Regions from separate parts of the Mus musculus genome. Here all the other regions are linked to region 1. Evidence: chromatin contacts called from public Hi-C, HiChIP or PLAC-seq and promoter capture Hi-C data. All regions are on one chromosome and are shown on one strand. Each heading gives the region's core, a stretch centred on a gene start, on an enhancer-like site or on the middle of the called end of the contact. The rest is flanking DNA. Distances are from core to core; before and after follow the strand shown.

The links. Promoter capture Hi-C pulls out the DNA fragments that hold promoters and counts their contacts. A called contact is a pair of places that touch in the nucleus more often than the background predicts. HiChIP or PLAC-seq counts read pairs in DNA pulled down with a chosen protein or histone mark.
Region 2: a contact with region 1 is called in an H3K27ac HiChIP or PLAC-seq map of extraembryonic endoderm stem cells, with 13 times the contacts expected there. The contact joins the enhancer-like site here to the promoter of Rab12 in region 1. A contact is called at or near these places in 2 of 39 promoter capture datasets (hippocampal neurons and liver) and 5 of 115 datasets of contacts at active chromatin or transcription factors (astrocytes, craniofacial prominence, embryonic forebrain and 2 more).
Region 3: an H3K4me3 HiChIP or PLAC-seq map of bone marrow-derived macrophages shows a contact between it and region 1, with 6 times the contacts expected there. The contact joins the promoter of Vapa here to the promoter of Rab12 in region 1. A contact is called at or near these places in 3 of 39 promoter capture datasets (HPC-7-derived erythroid cells, hematopoietic stem and progenitor cells and pre-B cells), 1 of 484 Hi-C or Micro-C datasets (CD4 T cells), 5 of 115 datasets of contacts at active chromatin or transcription factors (bone marrow-derived macrophages, effector CD8 T cells, embryonic stem cells and 2 more) and 2 of 9 other capture datasets (adipose tissue and liver).
Region 4: a Hi-C map of Sertoli cells shows a contact between it and region 1, with 6 times the contacts expected there. The contact joins the enhancer-like site here to the promoter of Rab12 in region 1. A contact is called at or near these places in 1 of 39 promoter capture datasets (hippocampal neurons), 1 of 484 Hi-C or Micro-C datasets (Sertoli cells) and 2 of 115 datasets of contacts at active chromatin or transcription factors (astrocytes and embryonic stem cells).
Region 5: a promoter capture Hi-C map of the HPC-7 cell line shows a contact between it and region 1. The contact joins the promoter of Ppp4r1 here to the promoter of Rab12 in region 1. A contact is called at or near these places in 6 of 39 promoter capture datasets (the HPC-7 cell line, embryonic stem cells, hematopoietic stem and progenitor cells and 3 more) and 2 of 115 datasets of contacts at active chromatin or transcription factors (astrocytes and pancreatic cancer cells).
Region 6: an H3K27ac HiChIP or PLAC-seq map of microglia shows a contact between it and region 1, with 4 times the contacts expected there. The contact joins the enhancer-like site here to the promoter of Rab12 in region 1. A contact is called at or near these places in 1 of 39 promoter capture datasets (the HPC-7 cell line), 1 of 484 Hi-C or Micro-C datasets (the HPC-7 cell line) and 4 of 115 datasets of contacts at active chromatin or transcription factors (large pre-B cells, microglia, pancreatic cancer cells and 1 more).
Region 7: a contact with region 1 is called in a promoter capture Hi-C map of the HPC-7 cell line. The contact joins the promoter of Ralbp1 here to the promoter of Rab12 in region 1. A contact is called at or near these places in 8 of 39 promoter capture datasets (the C10 cell line, the HPC-7 cell line, HPC-7-derived erythroid cells and 4 more), 1 of 484 Hi-C or Micro-C datasets (CD8 T cells) and 5 of 115 datasets of contacts at active chromatin or transcription factors (astrocytes, effector CD8 T cells, memory CD8 T cells and 2 more).

Annotation. Positions count from the first base shown.
Region 1 is chr17:66,518,293-66,521,098 of GRCm38.p6, forward strand. Rab12 (RAB12, member RAS oncogene family) reads right to left here and starts at 1,378. Exons shown (of 6, transcript NM_024448.2): 1 at 1,056-1,378. The coding sequence starts at 1,278. Gm41608 (a long non-coding RNA gene) reads left to right here. Exons shown (of 3, transcript XR_876914.3): 1 at 1-653.
Region 2 is chr17:67,511,432-67,514,237 of GRCm38.p6, forward strand. No RefSeq gene overlaps it. Among named protein-coding and RNA genes, the nearest start is that of Gm36201, 120 kb to the right of the region's middle. Within about 2 kb of position 1,465, at least 26 of the 459 cell types and tissues checked have an H3K27ac peak or open chromatin away from gene starts, as enhancers often do. A contact at or near this core is called in extraembryonic endoderm stem cells, where this site is marked.
Region 3 is chr17:65,612,176-65,614,981 of GRCm38.p6, forward strand. It overlaps Vapa (vesicle-associated membrane protein, associated protein A), which reads right to left and starts at 1,380. Exons shown (of 6, transcript NM_013933.3): 1 at 1,045-1,380. The coding sequence starts at 1,123.
Region 4 is chr17:67,303,636-67,306,441 of GRCm38.p6, forward strand. The region is part of intron 1 of Ptprm (protein tyrosine phosphatase, receptor type, M); the gene reads right to left. Among named protein-coding and RNA genes, the nearest start is that of Gm52313, 15 kb to the left of the region's middle. Within about 2 kb of position 1,381, at least 44 of the 459 cell types and tissues checked have an H3K27ac peak or open chromatin away from gene starts, as enhancers often do. A contact at or near this core is called in Sertoli cells, where this site is marked.
Region 5 is chr17:65,782,025-65,784,830 of GRCm38.p6, forward strand. It overlaps Ppp4r1 (protein phosphatase 4, regulatory subunit 1), which reads left to right and starts at 1,331. Exons shown (of 20, transcript NM_001114131.1): 1 at 1,331-1,425; 2 at 1,600-1,644. The coding sequence starts at 1,419.
Region 6 is chr17:65,852,508-65,855,313 of GRCm38.p6, forward strand. It overlaps Ralbp1 (ralA binding protein 1), which reads right to left. Exons shown (of 10, transcript NM_001198949.1): 7 at 1,585-1,692; 8 at 183-304. Among named protein-coding and RNA genes, the nearest start is that of Ralbp1, 31 kb to the right of the region's middle. Within about 2 kb of position 1,399, at least 26 of the 459 cell types and tissues checked have an H3K27ac peak or open chromatin away from gene starts, as enhancers often do. A contact at or near this core is called in microglia, where this site is marked.
Region 7 is chr17:65,883,548-65,886,353 of GRCm38.p6, forward strand. It overlaps Ralbp1 (ralA binding protein 1), which reads right to left and starts at 1,376. Exons shown (of 10, transcript NM_001198949.1): 1 at 1,131-1,376.

The DNA of each region.
Region 1 (2,806 bases), core at 128-2,627:
ACCTCCAAGCTGAGATTTTGTTTGTTTTGAGACAGGGTCTCTCTGCATAGCCCTGGCTGTCCTGGAACTCACTGTGTAGACAGACCAGGCTGGCCTCGAAATCAGAGATCCACCTTCCTCTCCTTGGGGCTAGGATTCAGGGAGAACGCTAGATTTTTTGTCACTCTGTCCAGTCCCTCCTGCTCACCCCCTTTTTCTATAAGCCACCCCAAATGAGAGTTTTCCAGGTAGCTTTTCCATGGTCACAACTGTTTCCCATAACCCCAACAAACCTCTATGTCAAGCCCTGTCAATCCAGTGTCACTAAAAACATTCCCTTGCAGTTTCAAACCCAGATCCCGAGGAAGGTAACAGGAGCGTTACCTATGGATTTCCCGGTAATTCACCGACCTCGGGTGGGTGCCGGGAAATCGCCCTTACTTTGCCCGCCTATCCACCCGGTTATTTGAGGTCAAGGATAAACACAGCTGAAATCCCTTTGCCCTACATTTGTGCACAGAACAAGAAAGAAACCCGAGTGTAGCTTTAGCGCGAACTGTCTCTGCAACAAACTTCTTTTCTGTAAACCACGAAAATAGACAGAAAATGAGAAAGCAAACCTTGGTCCATCCCTCCAGCCTGCAAAGCTGCGAGGTCCGGACCCATTTAAGATGGTGAGTAACCCCGGGGCACTGCACTGGTGGGTGGCCTTCAGCTCTACTTTCGGTTCACAAAGCCGTTTTCCTGGGTGAGCAGGAGTAACGGACCGGGAGTTTCCGCGGATGCATCACCCGGACCTCATGACTGGTGAAGGCTCCGGGAGGGAATGTTTGGGCTTCGGGGGTCCGACACCCGCGGAAAGGCCACGGAAAAGCTCGGTCTGGCCACAAGAGAGGGTCGGGCTTCCACGGAGACCTGGGCTGTGCGCGGCTCGGATGCCAGATGTGCCCACGGCGGGTATGCCCGGGCATCCGTAGGATGATTCGTTGAGGCCCTGGGAGAGGGTCAGAGCTTCCATGGGGACAGGGACCGGGCCCCGACCTCCCCCAGGCCCACCCGCCACAGGCCCGGCGTACCCACGGTGGACTTGCAGGCCTCGCAGAACGTGTCGTCGGTGAAGCGCTCCATCAGGCTGGTCTTGCCCACGCCGCGGGAGCCGATGATGATGACCTGCAGCTTGAAGTCGGCCGGCCTGGGGGGCTGCTTCCTCCGGCGGGCCTGGCCGCCCGACAGCGCCGGGGAGACCGCGCCCAGGCTGCCGCCCGCGGGCCGCCGGTGCAGCGCGGCGCTGGGATCCATGCACGCATACGGCTCGCGCTCGGGCCGCCGTCCGCGCGCCCCGGGCCCCCGCGCACCCTCCACCCGCTCCGCGCTACCGCCGCCGCCGCCGCCGCCGGGAGTAGAGGAAGGGAAGCAGCTTCTCCGCAGCAGCGGTAGCAGCATCCCGGACCGGGAGGGGCAGGAAGCGCAGGCGCGGCGCCACGCGGGACTGGAGCCCGCCCCCTGTCGGTCGGAGGACCGAGCCGTGCGCTCCGCTCCGTGGGGTGTATGTTATGTGTGGGTCGCTCTCCGTCACCCCTGTTCCCTCGGCCCTCCCCACTCGGCGCACTTTCACTCGTGGTTTATCCTCATCGTGCACCGTTCCCAAGAACCACACACTTCTTTTTAGCAGCCCGTCCCAAACGTGTCTCAAAGTGCATATAGCCTGTGATCATCTTCCAGAATTTAGGGTGTTTGGGTGCTGGGGGTCTCGGTCTGGCCCACGCGGGGTTAGGGTGTGAACGCCACTTTGGAGGAAGCCCACGTACCCTGGCAGGGCCGCACCTCTGCGTGCACTTTTCCTGTGGGGCCCCGAGGAATCAGCTATCTTAAATGGATCTTAAAAGTCTTCCTCAGACTTACAGTTCGTAAAATTCAGTGAGTGACATGCACCTTAGGGGAAGCCAGCAGGTAAAAACTCAGATGACAAGCGACCTAAACTCCGAAGGTTTAGGTACTGACTTGGGTGTGTTATTTTGCCATTTCTACTTGAAAGTATTTACGGCTACAGAAGCTTGCCAGGGATTTATTTAGCAAATTCCTTTGCGTGAACTTGAGCACCTCGGAACACAGGGTTCTAAACATGATAGGAGCTGGCATGCTTGCGAAGAATGATCACATTACTCACCAAATTTCAGCCGTATTTAGAGCTAAGTTTACTAATACATAGCGCATGCGTTTGTTTTGCCATGGATGCACAGTTGAAGAAATCACATTATTTTGCAAAAGTAATCCCAATTGGATTTTTAAAAATGTTATAGCCTATTCTAAATTATCGTTCTTTTTTTCTTGGCGGTACTGGGGATGGAACCTAGAGGCTCACATGGGAATGAATGAAAAGACTCTTTTCATCTATCACTGTTGCAAAAACGTCAATACAAAAGAACAACAAAACAATAAGCCATACACCCTGTTGCAGACTCCAAAGGATGATATAAATGCAAGGTATTCAACTGTTCCTAGTAGGCAGGTGACTCTGCATAACTTGTAAGGTTAAAGACCCTGGCATCCAAAATAGTATCTCTTCCCCCATAGGCAGGTCTATAATGTACCAGAATAGTGGATGTCTTAAATGGGGGAGTTTGGAAAGAAATCCACAGGACTCGGGTTCCATGCTTGTTTGCGTCTTTAAGCCAATTATCAAGGTTACTCCAGGATGCTTCAGCACTTTGGCACATACCAGAAAGCCAGTATTACAGGGACGAATGAATGAATGAATGTGAACAAAGTCATCACAGATAACTATATAAAGAAAGGTGGCTGACTTTGTGCTCGTTCTTAAGCCCCA
Region 2 (2,806 bases), core at 215-2,714, 990 kb after region 1:
ATGCTGTCCATGAGAGATCATGTGAAGCCGTTGTAACCTTTAAGACCTGGCATGGTTTGTGAGGTAAAGTCAAACCCAGACAGATCCACTGTGGTCATCTTCTGTCTTGCCCATTTCTTATCTGTCTCGGCCATGGGGGAATCCAGCAGGAGTCTTCCCACTTTCAAATGTAATCACTGTTGTTGGTGGAGGCCATGATCCTTTCTCACCCAGCTGGCTCCCATCACCAGTGCGCATGAAGGGTAAGCACATATGCACCTGGTTTCTGCTGAGCAAACACCCCCACCCCTGACAAAGAAGAAAGACCACTTGAGCCTTCCTAGAAGGCATCTGAGCCCCAGCTCCCCAAAAGGTGTGAAATTTATACCTAAGAATGTTCAAAAATATATTTCACTTAAATGACTTGAATTACTTCACATAAGAGGAGATACACAGTGGTGGCTTCACTTCCGGATGTCTAAGGGGCACAGTGGCCACAGCATGAAGGGACCTTGGTGGGAAACCCCAGGTGTCTGCCTGTTATTGTCACCCAAGGACCCAGTATGAGCCATCAGGAGACAGCATCCATCTCTCAGCCCCCGTGCCTCTCTGGTCTCACCAGCTCCTGCTCTGACTCCCCACAACCGCCGAATTTGATGCTGTCTTCATCTCTGGTCTGTCCTTTTTTAACCATTTGCTGGTTTGATTTGTCTTTTCCTCTCTCCTGTGTCTGAGGACGCAGGCAGGCTCTGTTAGCCCCTTTCCCTTCTTAGTAGGAGTCAGAGGAACCAGGCCTAGGGAGTGTCCTTTAGCCACTTCCTTTTGATCAGGGAGAAAAGGTGTGGTTTGACTCCCCACTTTTGGTCTCCAAGCCCTTGCTGCCAAATCTGCCTAGACACTTACGTTGTTCAATGTGTTTTTCTCTCTCCAGCATCAGCAGGCTGCTCGTGTGCCTGACTAACTGATTTTTTCCATACTTGGATAGTGATAGTGATGGGGTCCCACCATAAATGGATTCTGTCCTTCTTTTCTCCATATACCATTTGTTCTTTGCTCCTCAGTGTTTCAGAAATCCCTGTAAACACACACAGACACACAGACACACAGACACACACACACACACACACACACACACAAATAACTCCACACTTCTTGTAATTTTTGACATTTTCCAAACAGCAATTGCTTCATACACCATTTAGCTAGGTTCTACCCTAATGGGGGCAGGATCACATCATAACCGGTTTTAGTAACTCAACAAAACATTTGAGTTCAAGCCCCGCCGTTTACCAAGACCCTAATGCATTGTTCCAAACAATGAAATAGCATTCCTATCAGACAAGGCCATCTTTTTCCTGCCAGGGTCCAGTGGACCCTACTTCAGGAGGAGACACATATAAACCGGAAGCCCCGCCTCTTCCTCTTCCTCCACCTGGTCCATTTGCCAGGACACCTCCGGAAAAGCTGCTCTCCCCTCGGCTGCACTCAGCACAGACCTGCCTGGTAACTTAAGGGCTGGCCTCTGCTCACTCAGAGCCTGTCCCCAGCTCCCCTGGGCTGTTTATCTCATTCCTCTTCCTGAGACACAACAGAGTCAGTCCAGGCTCAAAACACTATCAGAACAGGACTTTTTTCCCCTGCAGATACGCATAGGAACAACTTTGGGATATAAAGACTTAAAACAATGAACATTGTTTGAGATAGAATAGGGCTAAGTCCTGTACAAACAGCTGGATGAAATATATCTCTATCTGCCACTGTCTCTGATTTAAACAATACATAAGATGTTTGTGTAAAACTTGGCATAGCTAGACATGCCTGTCATGAATTGGACCCAGCCCCTCCTGGCAGCAGCTGGGAGAAAGTGACATCTTTCCCTAAGGCTCACTTCTTGCTCTTCTGCATGCACTCCCTCCCAGGACAGCATCAGATGGGTTTTCTGACATCTGCTACTGCATCCTGCTCATGTAGCCTGGCAACAGTGACCAGGTACCCTTGCTGGAACACGCTGCTTCTCCCCAGGCAGGAGACACTGGGTCCACTTGCTCAGTTTTTCCTCATCTGTGCCTCAGGAACAGCCTACCTAGAGTAAGTCCTTAGTGTGACCTTCCCATGTCAGCTCTTGGGTGGCTGAGAGTCCATGAGAAAGCTGCAGATGAGACACAGTGGGCCTCAGGACAGTGACCTTGGCAGGGCATGGTCTTGGTTGAGGGGCTAAGTCTGGAGTTAGGGAGATATGGGTCTCTGAGGGCCCCAGCACATTCAGGCATCCTCTAATTTCGTCTTCTCTGTACTTAAAGCTCTTGTTTTTCTTTAATGTTTCCTTGCCTCTTGCAGAGAAAAGGAAAAACTAGACCAGGTCACATGTAAGCATGTGTTCACCTGTGGTCCACCTCTCTATCTGGGGTGTGCTTCTCTAGAGAAGGATTCTTGATTGCATTTGTGTGTATACAGGCACGCACATACATGCACACACATGCACATGCACAAAAAGGCACACACATACATGCCCACAATACACACACACATATATCCACAACACATACGCACACAAACACATACACACACATATACGCATGCATACTCGACTGCACAGATGTACACTTCCATGTCCACATGCACACAAACACACCCATGCATTTATACACACAAACATACACATGTCCTCCCACATGCATGCACACATGCACACACCCACACACACATATACACAGGAACAGACACACACCCCAGGGAATCTGTACCTCAAGACGTGCCGGAAAGTCACCATGAGGCAAAATGAGATAGACCCACGGGAGAAAGGGCCTGGAGGCTTTCTGAGGTTTTT
Region 3 (2,806 bases), core at 130-2,629, 910 kb before region 1:
AGTTCCTGAAATTAAAACGCAAGGTATTAACTTTCGGGGGGGGGGGAGGGGGGCACTTTACATTTAAAGATAGGAAGGATCACGTTTTCTCTTTAGCTCCATTCTTTTGGTTCTCCTTAAAATAAAGTAAATTGTTCTGTGTAACGTTTCGTTTCCTACACACTGAGAAGGCAAACCGCCTTGGATCTGAACAAGAATCACCAAGCCACTGTCTATCACAGTCAATGCTCCAAAGTCAACAGTTCCAGAGCTGTGTGGCACCTTAGCAGCTTTCTCGGGATACGCAGGGAAACCGCAAGCGTAAGCGGGTCACAAACGCTGAAAGAATTCTTCAGTAAAGACAGTGTGCACTCAAGGACTGGGTCCTCCGTACCTAGGGACAATCCGAGCTGACACAAGGGACCCACTACCATTAACCTCTGACCATGCATGCCCCAGCTGACGCACAGCTTTCTGCCGCGCGCCTGGGGGCCGTGCCAACACGCGGGGTCAGTCCCAGCCAGAGACTCTGCTGCCTGGTCTCCCGGCTCAGCCAGAGTCCCGCACCTGACCGGGAAAGACTCCGGGCGAGGCCGCGACCGTGAACGCCTCCTCGCCCGCGGCGGACCGCGCCTGCCCAAAGCCGCCGAACGGCGCCCACTGGCGCCCGCCGACTAGGGAGCTCCGGCTCCCAGTCGCCCTCCCGCACCGCCCGACCGCACCGCGCCGCGCCGCGGCCGCCCCTGGGGCAAGGACGCCATGCGGGCCGGCGGGCAAGGCGCGGGCGGGCTCCCACGGCGCCCCCGCGGGGCCGCAAGATGGCGGCGGAGCCCTCCGCGGCGCCCGGCGGCTCCCTCCCCTCCCCTCCGCAGCGCAGCCCAGCCCGGCCCGGCCCGGCCCGGCAGCGGCGGACGGCGAGGCGCGGGGCCGAGGGACGCAGCGGGGCCGCGGCTCCGACGCTCGGCCGGGGCGTGGGGGAGGGGAGCACGGCCCGGCCACCCCGCCGCCGCCCGCCAGCCCCAGCCCCAGCCTCAGCTCCGCTCCGGAGCGTCCCAGCCAGCCTACCTTTGAATTTGAGGTCTGAAGGAGGGTCGAGGACCAGGATCTGCTCGTGCTTCGCCATGGCCCCGGAGGCGGACGCCATAGGAGACAGCGCAGCGCAGAGCGGGGGCGCGCCCGCGGCGGCGGTTCGCTGGCGGGGGCGAGGGGACGGTGGCGGCGCCGGCTCCGCGGAGCTCTAGGACGGGGCCAGGCTCACGATTCCCGAAGCTCCGCGCCTGCTGCCGGGCCGCGGGGGTCCCGAGGGCAGCCTGTCCGCTCAGCAGCTCCGGGTGTCACAACTGACTCAACCCCACACCAGCCGCCGCGGCCACGCGCACTGCGATCCTCGGCGCCCCACGTGACGGGCCCTACGTGCCTACGTGCGCGCCCCCGCGGCCTGGAGCCCTCGTGCTGGCCCCGCCCTCCGGGCCTAACTGGGGGGTGGGAGGGGTCAACGCTGAGCTAGTGCGCCTGCGCACCTCCGACTTGGCCGCAGCTCCGGGCGCCGCGCCGCTGTCAATCTCCGTAGAGCAGGGTCGGGGGGGCGGAGCGGGGCTCTTTGCGGGGAGACGCGGTGCACGGCGCCCCGGGAAGGGGGTGTCGTTCTTGGGGCCCTGGAGCTGCGAGTGCGGGGCTGGAGCGCCGACTACGACGCTACCTCACGGCGTTCCAAGTGGAATTCCGAACGGAAGAGAGTCATGAAGCGCCGGGTACCTCGACTCCCAGCATGCCCTGTGCGGGCGGCGCCTCCGCGGTGGCTGCTGGGAACCGGGAAGGCGACCTGGGTCCGTTGGAGGCGAGTGGGTGGGGCCGCTGACGCGGCTTTTGGCTCGCCGAGGGCGTCTTGTCTGCCCTGGAAAAGAGAAGGGTTTTTGCAGGCTGCCTGGAAGCCAGGCATCCCAGGAGAGACCGCCCTTTGGGAGAGCGGCAGGGCGTGTCCCTCTGGTCTGCTGGGGATTCCTTCCGCCCTCAGCGAACGTGCGCTCCGTTCTGCCTGCTGTTCCAAGACTGCCTCCTCCCCATCTCCCTCCTGCCCAGCCAAAGGAAACACATCTCGCTCACAAGCGAACGAGTTCCAGGGGAAATCTGTGCCAGGCACAGTTTCTCTACAAGGGTAGAAACGAAATCTCTGTTCCTACAGCGTGGAGTTCACGTGCTGTATCTACAGTGTGGTTCACTTCAAACTCATACCCAAATCTGTTTGCCACATTCTCGTGCTAGGGACGAATTTTATCTGTATCACTTAGGAGAGCCTGTACCAAATGAGAAAAAAAAAAAAAAATGCCAAGCAAGTTGCTGACAGATATTCAGCCCCTTGCCAGGGTATCCAGGGACGGGAAGAGCAAACAAAACAAATGGATGTGCTGTAAAAACCTTTATTGTGTCCTATGGTGCTGCTTGAATTTAAATCTCTAGGAAGCTCCGTGCGAAACAAAGCACATATTCATGCTTCTGCCACGAAAAGGCACTCTAGATTGCTTGGAAGTAAATGTCGAAATGAGCAGTCTAGAATACAGCTAATTAGACTTTTTCAACTTGCCGCCCCGACACCTGAAAAACTTTCATGCCACTCGAGGTATATAGGATATAATAGTGGTATAAAGCAAACATTGGTCGTTTAAAAAAAAAAGTTTGTTTTCTTTCTTTGAATGCTTACTTTGTATCCTAACCTAAAAAATGAATTTTGAAAAGAAGCAGACCAAAAATCCATTTAAGACAAAAGCAAGCTTGTATGCAAACGAGATGGATTTCCTTGTTCATCTCTACGTAAAAATTATTTATTCTT
Region 4 (2,806 bases), core at 131-2,630, 790 kb after region 1:
TGGCGGGCGGGGGCAGGGGCAGGGGCGGGGGTGGGGGAGTGTCTTCGTGAATAAGCAGCAGCATGCACAGCTGAAGTGTATGCGCTCACCATGAAATCCTGCTTCCAGTATCGGGCTGTCGCTGACAGTGTCTCAGAACAGTGTTGTCTACTCCTTAGGAGCCCAGAGTCACTTCCAGCATTCCTTTCTCCTCCTGTGAGCCAACACACACAGAACCCCAGGAAAGACCAGGCAGCCTTCCAACTCTTCCAGACGGAGGGTAGGTAAGGCAAATTGAAACCAGGAAGAACTCACAAATGCACTAAAGAACTGCTCCGCGGCATTCCTTGGCCTCCCACCTCTCAGACATTCCAGCCCACCACTCAGAGGGTGAACTTGGAGTCACTTCGCACAAAAGGCTTGGGCTGGGTGGGGCGGGAGATCTTCAGCAGTAGTTAAAGTGGATGGAATCCTCTTTGATCTCAAGTGTGGGTGGTTAGAGATGTAGCTCAGTGGTAGGGCATGGCCCTGCTTCCATTTCCCAGCACCATGAAAACAAACAAACAGCAAAAAACCCCAGATGGACAGACAGGCAAAAATCTATAATGTAAATGGTTTCAGGTGAATACGTCTTCATTGAGTGTGTGTAATCTTGGCTCTGAGGAAGTAGGATGGAAAGGAAGATATTAGGTCTTCAACAGCTTACAGAATAACAAAGAAGAACATTATTTAAAGAAATAACTGAATTCTGGGATGCCTACTAGTGCTCTGAATGGAGAGGAATCCCCACCGAATATGGTTCTACCAGTCATTTTAGGAATGAACCATGTGAGTTTCAGAGAGGAAGGAAGCTCACACCACCACAGTGTCAATGTCAATGAGGAATCTGGTGATTCAATTCACAAACAGAAGTATCTACAGTCAATTCAAGCTTCCTAAGGCTCCTTTACACACACACACACACACACACATGTACACAGGCATGCATGCACACACACACACACACATACACATGCATGCATGACAGACATGTACATATGCACATGCGCATACACACACATACACACACATACACAGTGTGAAACTATAAAGTCTTATGGAAAGAAAGTCCAACCCTTTAATGAATTCACCCTTTCTTCCTGCTCCCCACATCACAATATAACACAAAATCCCCTTTTCTGGGAAAAGGCCATCAGACATGATTTCAATTTCCAGCGCATCTACTCAGCTCCCGCTATTGTAATATCCTCCTGTGTTCTGTGGATTTGAACCTTGCTCTCTGTGATCAACAAGTCCTGGTGGTAAGATCAATGTCAAATGACCCTGCACAGCACAGTCATTCACATGAGGAAACTCTAAGAAACTCCATCTTGGGCACAGGCCAAGAAGGCGGTCCAGACAAATGAGAGACAGCAGGATCACATGGCCTTGTGACTAAGAAAGTACAGACAGGCTTTCTCAGCCCTCCCACCAGTAAGCCTTCCCTTGAGGAGCCGGCCCTAGCTGAACTCTTGTGCTAAAGCAGGCAGAGAGGGAATAGGGGAGTTGATCTGTAGGCCATGTGGACAAACTGGTGTACAAGTGTGTGTGTGTGTGTGTGTGTTTGCCACACATATGTGGGTGCCTAGAGAATCCAGAAGATATCATTAGATCCCCTGGAGCTAGATTTAGAGGTAGTTGTGAGCAATCTTACATGTGTGCTGGGAACTAAATTAGGTTCCTTGAAGAACATCAAGTGTTCTTAACTACTGAGCCATGTGTCCAGTGCTGTCTTATGTGTATGTTTTGTGCCCTGCTGTATTTATAGTGTAATCTCTCAGCAGTGAGGGACATGCAGCCCCCTATCTACCTGAGCTGGCTGCTGGTCCTCACCACCAAGCCTTCACCTTCCACACAACGTGTGTGAAGGGTAGTATGGAATAATTCAATCTGCAGGGCCAACAACACAGGCATCTCTTAGGTCTGGTAGCTAGACTCAGTAAAAAACAAGCTCAGCAACACATTACACCAAACAATGTAGGCTTCTGAGAGAACCCAGGTAGAAGCACACTAATGAGTACTTGGTGACGTCATTAACAAGACGGTCATGGATGGCATGTCTCACTTCCAGATTTCCCTCATTATATTAAGGGTATTATTTAAAATGATTTCATTTAAATTGATTTTTTTGTCCTCCAAAAACAAACAAGCCCCAGGAGTTAAAAAATTATCAAGTTTAAATAACAAAGAATAGGATGAAACTTCTTGCAAATCCCTAATTACAATTTCTTGAAACACTAGATTATAATTCTAAGCCATGGAAAAGACCTGCTGCTAAAGTGTACTATGACATATGTGGTGTTGCAGGGAAGGGTTATAAGAGGGAAACACCAAGTAGGACTGGATTTCTAATTCACATCACACCCACAAGAAACCTTCAAACTTGGATGTAACTTGTTAAAGTTGATCTTACAACAGTTTGTCCATAAAGTCCCCTGAAGGGGAAGCAGCACTCTGCAATGAACCCCGCTTTAAGACGCCAGTTATAGAATAAGCATGCAGCTGAACTAAAGACTGGTGGCATATTGATCCTGGTCAAACTCATTACCTGTTTGCCAATGGCAACTGATGCTGCCCTAATGGAAAAGGAGAAGAACACCCACCAGGATTTCTCATTAGGCGAAACACTCGGGCAGATGATTTGACTGGGAATAACAGTCAAATTAACTGGACCGGCTGCCTAGATGTGATTCAATTTTCTCTAAAGAGAGACACCCCTTCGCGACAAACAGCCATTTGGTTCTTCTTCTTTGTCTTCTTCTTTTTTTTTTTTTTTTTTTTTTTATCA
Region 5 (2,806 bases), core at 81-2,580, 740 kb before region 1:
TTGTTAAGTAGTTGTGAGTAAAGAAACAGGAAGAAGAAATTAGATATACCTGACTACGAAGATCAAGCTTGCTCCAAGAAGCTCATCAACCCTCATCAGCAGGAAGTAGTCCAATATATAATGATGGCCCCTTCCACCCCTACCCTTTTTTAGTATTAGGGAGTTGAAAGGGTGAAAGAAGAGGGGTGGAAGAAAGAACACACAAAGTAGCCAAAGACCACCTACAACTTGTTCTGATTCCCCGTGTTTTAAAATGCCAATATGTTGCCTTGAATTAGGACTATGGTGCAGAAAGGAACAAGCTGAACCTTTAAAATCCTCCTTTTTTCATATCAGACTCAAAAACGGGCATCATGTATGAGACTCATTTTACGGGCGACCATTCTGGAGACCTCACTGATGTTGGATTTAGACCTAAGACTCACAGAAATGGGACGGCGAACTGGAGTCAGAAAAATCTGGATTTTGCCCTACTTTGCCTGGGGAACCTACAAGAACCGTTTAACTCTCTTCAAACAAAGGGACCAGTAAGATGTGTGATAGTTCACTCGAGAAAAGCGCTGCCAATCCCAGGCACCCGGCGACCGGACTCCCGAGGTAGCAAGCACGGTGCTGGATTCCTGACAGTCTGCCATTCCCCGGAGAGGCGGAGGGGGCAGGTATCCTCGGCGATCCTCCCTGCGGTCACAAGGCTAAGAACCGCGGAGTGACTGGACTCGGCCTGGCCCGCGCGCCCGGGCCGCTCAGGGTCAGCTCGGGCGGGCGCCAGGGGAGCGCGCGGGCTCGGAAGCCGGTGCCGGGGCTTTAACGTGCCGCGCCGCACGGGAAGGCAGGCCGGCTGGGCCGGCGGAACTTTTGTCATTCAAACCGTCGTCCGGCCCGGGGCCTGGGCTTTGTTCAGTCACTCGCGAGGCCTGGGCGCGCGGGCGGAGGCGGCGCTTCCTCCACTCGGAGGCGGGAGGCTCGGCCGCGGACCGCCGGCGACGCACGAGCAGGTCTGGGAGGGGCGCGGGCGACGAGCGGCGCGCGGCGGAGCGGGCGGCGGCCAGCGGTGGGCGAGGCCGGTGACCCAACAGAGCTGCGGGCCGCGGGGACCCCGCCCGCCCGGCTCGGGCACACGCCGCAGGTCCCCCGGCGGGCAGCTCGTGCCGCGCTCCGCACGCTCGGCGCCAGGGCGCCTCTAGCCACGGGTGGGAGCGCGCCTCGGGGCCGGGCCGGCCGGGCGCGGGAGGCGGGCGGCGGGCAGCGGGCGGCGGGCGGCGCGCGGGCGGGCGGGCGTACGGGAGCCGCCGCCGCAGGCCCGGGCCTCGGCCCGCCCCGCGCGCGCCCCCGCCGGCCCGCGCGCGCCCACCGGCTCTCTACTTGAGCGGCTCGCGGAGCGGGATCCCGGGAGACGAGGAGGCGGGGGCGAGCACAAGATGGCGGGTACGTGGCCCCAGTTCCCCGGGCGGCGGCGGCGGCGACGGCGGCGGCTCCCCGCGCTCGGCAGTGCCCGGGAGAGGCCGGCGCGGGGAGGCGCCGCCGGGCGGGCGGCGGGCGGCTGGGGCGCGGCGCCGGCCCGGGACGCTGACCCGGCCTTTCTTCTCTCCCCCGGCGCAGACCTCTCCCTGCTCCAGGAGGACCTGCCGGAGGACGCGGACGGACGTGAGTGGCGGGTGGCCTGGCAGCCCCGGAGGGCGGCGGGCGAGCGGGCGGACTCGGGACCCCGCCGCGCTGGGGAGCACCCGCGTGGTCGGACCTCGGCCGCCGCCCGCAGGCTCGGGCCGCGGGGCGGCTGTTGGGGAAGCAGAAGCCCGTGGGGCGGAGGCCGGAGAGGGGACATGGGTGTGTTTTTCCTGAGTGTCTTCCGCACCCTCGCCCCGATGAAGGAGGCGGCGGGTGCCGGGAGGTGTTTCCGCAAGGCTCGGGGGGCTGTGCGGCGTGCGGTGCTCGGCCCGCCCTCGGGGGTTCCCTCGCCCTAGTGTGTGCTGGTTACATACCTGTGTTGTACTTGACCTCTGAGCCGTTTCGGGTCCCCACCACCACCACTCACTCACACATTTGATTTCCGATTTTCGGGGAGGTTAGTAGGTGTGACCTTGGCAGGATGCAGTGACTAGGTTCAGAGAGCAGCTTTTTAAAATTGGGAGTGTTCAAAGCTCATTCTGGTACTTAAATGCTAAAATTGCAGGTTTCCGTTGAGATATTAAAGTTTTTAAAGAGTTGACTCTTTTTGTACATTAAAAAACAAAAAACAAAACCCAGTCAGCTTGTGGACATTGTTTCCATGTGGTGAAGGAAATGAGTTATTTAGAAAGATATCTTTCATTTTGAGTGTGTTTTGTGTTTTTCTAAGCTTCAGAAAATAATGGTGGTTGGAGACAGAAAAGACTATGACTTAGCTAACTTTATATGGGAAGAAGTTGTGAATTACACTTAAGTAGAAATGCTTTCTACTCGTGTTAATGTTTGCAGATAGAGTGACTGGTGGAAAATGCATTTTAGGAATAAAGTGTGCACAAAATGTTATTAAGTGTAGTTCATGGGAGATCTGAAACCAAGAAATATGCAGAGTTGAGCTGGTTGCTGTGATACAAGAGCTGTCTGGTGAGGGGAGAGAGCCTGCCTGGACTGGGGAGTGTGATTTCATACCTGTTCCGGTAATCCAGAGATGCCTTCGCGAAAATTGCTCTTACAAATGCTATGCAGATAGTCAGTAGCATTGTCTGATAGGATTTTCTTTACTCCACTTAAATTCCTGTTCTGAGCAATGGGAGGTGTTGCCTTGAGAAAGTGCCTTAGTCAGCACTTCTGTTGATATGATGTA
Region 6 (2,806 bases), core at 149-2,648, 670 kb before region 1:
ATGGTAACAAAGTTACAGTTATGAAGTAGCAAGGAAACAATGTAATGGCTGGAGTCACCACAACAGGAGGGGCTGCTAACGGCTCCATGCACAAGGAAGATGAAAACCACTGAACTTTTAGCTCAGCTCTGCTCATATACAGCACAACCCGGCTGGAAGCTTCCAGTCCGAGGCCCCTGTACCTCTGGATCTCCGCAATTTCAGCTCGGAGGCGGTCGATCTCTTCTTTCTCTGAGGCGATCTGACGACGCAGGAACTGCTCCATGGCCAGGAGCTCCTCCTGTTCTGTCAGGATTTCATTCTCCTGAAACAATGACAATGGGTGGCACCTGTCTGAGCTCTGCTAGAGGAAATGCCACCTCTCCAGAGCCTCTCCTGTCACCCTGCTCGGTGCTGAACACAAGTTACTACAACAAAACCATGCCACTGTCTCAGAATCAAGAAAAGCTACACCAAGTCACGTTGAGAGAAGGTCTAGACCCTTCTTAACAACAAAGTGCACACAAGGGCCAGCTGTAGCTTCTGCAAGGCTCCCATGAGCCCCCTACACCCCGGCAGAGGACCCAAAGGCAACATCTGCTTTGCCTTGCTCGCGGCCGAAGAGACTGCTCGGCGGATACGAGCACTTGCTCTTCTTCCAGAGGACCCACATCTGGCTCCCAGCAGCCACATCAAGGACTCACAACCATCTGTTGGAGGGAGGTCCAACACCTTCTTCTGGCCCAGGGGGGATCTGAATGCATGTATGTGCAATACATATGCACAAATAAACATGATCTAAAACTCATCAGCTTTGGCTTCCTGTCTCTCAGGATTCAGGGTCACAGTGACTTTTCAGCATCACTAGGAACAGGACCCAAGAGATGCATGTGTGGCTGGTACCAGTGTCAGGTGTGGGGCAGAACAGACAGAAGGAAAGGTTACAGGATCTCCCTCACTGTCCCCAGCCACGCCCTTCAGATCAAAGTAAGAACTCTTGACAGGTTAACCATTCCTAAACTGCTTGAGAGCAGTGATGTGGAGAGCGCCCTGCCTGCACTCCAGCTAGGGCTCTCGGGTCTAGAGCAAACAGTAGAGAGAAGATGCCTTGGAGGCAAGAGCACCAGCAACTCCTTCCAAACAAGGGGCACCGTGGGCACCGTGGGCACTGTGGGCACAGTCCAGGAACCACTGAAAAGTTCCCGAGTGAGAGAGGCCACTTCTCCATGCTCAAACACAGACCCTCGTCGTTTACCTCAGAGCATATATGGATGAAGTTATACTCCAAGAAAGCTGAGGTGGGAAACTCTAAGAAAATCATCTGGGGCTTCTCTCTCCTCAGAGTTTTTGTTTCTGTTCTTGTAAATCAGGAACATGCCACAATACTTCTATGTCGACTTACAGAAACGAGGAAGCTAAACAGAAGGCAGCTTCTTTCTCCCTCCACACTTAACATTTCAGCACACACAGCACAAGGGTAGGGCCACAGAACAGGAACAACTTCTTTGGAGTTCATTACAATTTTGGTTTTAAAAAGTCTATAGTTGTGCTTCTATTTGAAAAATGACCAATAAATCCCTTTAGAAATCAAAAGGTATAGCTTGCCTGGGCAAGAAGGATATTTATAACTTCTTCGTTTTCATTCATTTCTTCTTTGGAAACATCCTCTTTTGAAAGACTAGCTATCTCCTGTGCAATCTTGGTTTCACACTCCTGTCAAAGACAACACATGATGAACTGTTCGGCCTACATGTAACACACAATCAACAAATGGTCCTCTTAAATTACAGAAATGAAGAAAACCCCAGCAGCAGTAGGGAACTGTCTGTAATGATGACCGGACATTTGCTAACTAGGCTTAGAATATACTGTAGGTAAGAGCAGGGATGGTGGTACCCGCCTTTAATCCCAGCACTCAGGAGGCAGAGGTAGGAGGAGCTATGTGAGTTCAAGGCTAGCTTGAAGTTCAAGGCCATAGTAAATTCCAGGACACCCAGGACAACAGAAAGACCCCATCTCAAAAAGAAAAAACCAAATCAAACCATAAAAGACTATGATGTGGTTCGAGACTGCAAGGTGGCCCCGTGGCAGACACTTGGTATCAAGAAGCCTTCCCTAGGACTCACACAATGCAGAGAACTGACTCTGGCAAGTTGTTCTCTGACTTCCACACTCGTGCCACTGCATGTCCATACCCACATGCACACGCACACACAAAGAATAAACATTTTAAAGTAAGAAAAGACCATGACATGGTTATCTCGGTCTGTGGCTACACTATGAAAAATGCTTATTTCTGATGAATATGCTCCCTTAATCCTGACTGCATGAGATGTCTTGAAGGGAGCTACTGGGTGTCAATTTCATAATGTAACTAATTTTACCAAATACACATAGTCAAGTAACCACCACCACCCTGTTAGGAAACATTGCCCTTGCTCCATCTGTTGGTGCCCAGCACCACAGACCTGCTCTCAATCCTAACAGCTTCTCTCTCGGGTCTCAGATGAACTGGCTCAACAGGTCATTTCTCTCTAGCTTTATACTTGGCTTTAAGATGCTTCTGTCTGTTATGCTGGTGTGAGTAGTTGCTCAGTGACAACCAGTGTGTGAACTGTGGAGAGCTTTTGGAGCTGCTTGGCAGAAATCTGACATTGGGGTCAGGACAGGGAGGTAGGTTTCAGGCAGGAATCTAATTTTGGGTCAGGACAAGGAAGCAGGCTCAGGTAGGAATCTACTTTTGGGCTAGGACAGGAAAGGAAGTCCAGGCAGGAATCTGATTTTAGGCTAGAACAAAGAAGTAGGCTTAAGCAAGAATGTGACTTTG
Region 7 (2,806 bases), core at 126-2,625, 630 kb before region 1:
GCAGACCTCTGAAAATGCTAACACCACTAACAGGAGTTCTTCATTTTGAAGAAGACATCCAGGACCTTGAAATCATCGAGATAATTCCTACTACAGAAAGTGATGGGACCTTTCCTTAAAGTGCTGTCTGAACACTAAACCAAAAGTAGGCTTATAACTTATCACTGAGTACTTTGTTAATAACGGCCAAGTATAGGTAATGCTACCCCAAAGCACCAGTGTTAGCCCACCCCCGTTCCATCAACACCACCAAAGCTGGGCAGTGCAACAGCTCAATGCCCACACTATAGCACTTCTGTCACAAGCACAGACCTCTAATGAAAACAGCTGTGATCTCTAAAAACCTTAGGGTACGCACGCTGCTCTCTCTGGAAGAATCCTTGTAATAATCTCCAAACTTGAACCAGCCCTACCTACTTCAGGAGACTGGAAAGTGGAGTAATTCGTCAAACCTGTTTCACAACGACATATTTAAAAGATGGAAAAAGAAAGCTGGCCTCGACTGAGAACACTCTGGTACGAAAACGCTTGAAAACGCCGTTGAGAATGGAGCTCCTAACTCCAGATCAGACAGAACACTTCTGAACCCTGGAACAAGTACCACTGCAAACAGGGTCGTCCCCTTGCCCAACGCCTGCCACGGGCGACAACAGGAGCTGTTCCCCCGACTCTACCCGGCAAACACGGAGACAGGTGGGCGAGCCAGATGCGCGAGGCAGATGCGACCCATAAACCGGAAGGCTTGCGTCAGGCCAGTCCCCGGCCGCAGCTCCGGCCAGGTGTGGCCCGCAGGGATGCCCCGAGGCCTGGAAGGGTCCGAGGAAGCAGCTGGACTCCCAACTAGCCTCTGGGTCCCAGAGCAACACAGGACACACCCGGGTGCTCCCAAGGAGGCCTGTCGGGCAGGCGGCGTGACCCACCCCAAAGGAGCAAGCTCCGGGGTGAAGCTTTCACGGACAACGTAAGGCGGGGCGGCCACGCCCCCCACCCCCAACTCCCATTCCGAGCCCGGGATCCCAAGCCCGGCACGCTGCGTGACAGGCGCGGGCGCGAGGCCGGGCGCCCGACGGCTCCCACGGACACCGCCGCAGCGTTGCGACCCCCGCGAGCGTCCGCTCCCCGCCACTGACCAGTGCCTGCCGCCGAGCGACCGTCCGCTCCGCTGCAGCCGCCGCCGCCTCCTCGCACTCACGCTTCCGCCACAACCGCCGCCTCCTGCGCTGCACCCCGGGCCGGCCGCGGGAGCCCCATTCCCACCCCGCCCAGCCTTCGCCTGTTTACAATGATTGGGACAGAACAGGACGAGCCGGCCCAGCGCGCACGCGCACGCCCTCCTCCCGCCGCAGCCGGCTTCCCGGGTCCTCGGCTCCTTGGCCGTGACGGCTAGGGCCGGCTAGGGCAAACGCCCCGCGTCCTCGCGTGGGGCACGCCGGGAGTTGTAGTTCTAGTTAACCCAACGCCCCGCTGCTGTAGGGCCCTTGTCTCCGACATAAACCACAACGCCCAGAAAGCACCGCGCCTCCCGAGCTGGAACTCGTTAAGGGGGAACAGGGAACCCGCGAGAGGATGCGCCAAACGCTAAGGCTCTGCAGGCGCCTGCGCAGTGTTCTGGGGAGCGAGTGGAACACACACACCTACCGGAGCGAATCCAAGTGAAAACAGTGTGGGAGCCCTGCGGAGCTCTGCTGGAAAGAAAGCGCGTTCCTCCCCAAGCTCTGGCCTGGTGTCCGCAGCTACTGAGAGTGACACTTTTCCCCCCAGCGTCTGCGTACTTTAAGTGGTTCCAACCAGTTAAACCAGCCTGGGCTGCTGACCCACCCCGCCTCTGGGCGGAGCACCTTGCTGGCCTTCTTTGGGCGGAGATCTTCCTTTGGAGAATTCTTGCCTGGGGGTTTGGAGAAAGGAGGCTTCTGGGGCCAGGGCTGGGCAATCCGCAGGACCCCTGAAGTGTGTTGACTTGCGGGAAACTGCTGGCTCCCACCCACTTGCCTCCGCAGTTAGCAATCCATACCCGAGTTAAAGCCGCACAGCATCACGTTCAGCTTACAAATAGAAACAGCTGCGTATCCTCCAGAAGTCCCCCACGAAGGACGGAAAACGTGTTGGCTGGTGCATACTGTAATAAACAGCACTCCATGGAATTATTCTGGGTTTATGACATTGGCAGTCAGAAGAGAGATGAGATTTCTAGTGTCTGCTTCTTCACTGATCCATCGTGTGCTACACTCCCAAGCCATCTTTGCTCAAATATGACAAGTCCATCCCCTTGTGCAAAAGAGTCACTCCCAGTGGAACACTGAGGTCCTAGAGGGACCTTTCCACAACCCCTGTAGCAATAAAACAGCCTCCATGAGAAGATGGCCTGTGAGTACGCCAGTTAAATTACTCCTTCCCGCTGGCAGTTCTGATTTGGTCAAGGGATAAGCACTGCCTGAGCGGGGCTTTATGGAGCCTTCCCTGGAATTGACATATGGGATAATGAGGTGGGGAAAGAGGCTTTTTTTTTTTTTTTTAACTGAGTAATTTACGTGTAACATCACGTGACTCGTTCACCGTGGAAGTGAATAAGGCTGAAAGCAGAGAAGTGGGGGACACAGCAAGGGAGAGGGAAAAGCAAGAGTGAAGACTGACTTCCTTCTGAGCCATAGTTTCTGCAGAGCCTTTAAGTGCCGCGTTTACGTGAGCCAATCCAGGAGTAATCTATGCACACTTTTTTTTATTATTTATTTGTGCTAATGGAGGTGCAAATAAAGAGCATATTTATTGGCTGTTTCTCAGCAGTCTTCCCTCCCCCTTAAGGAACACC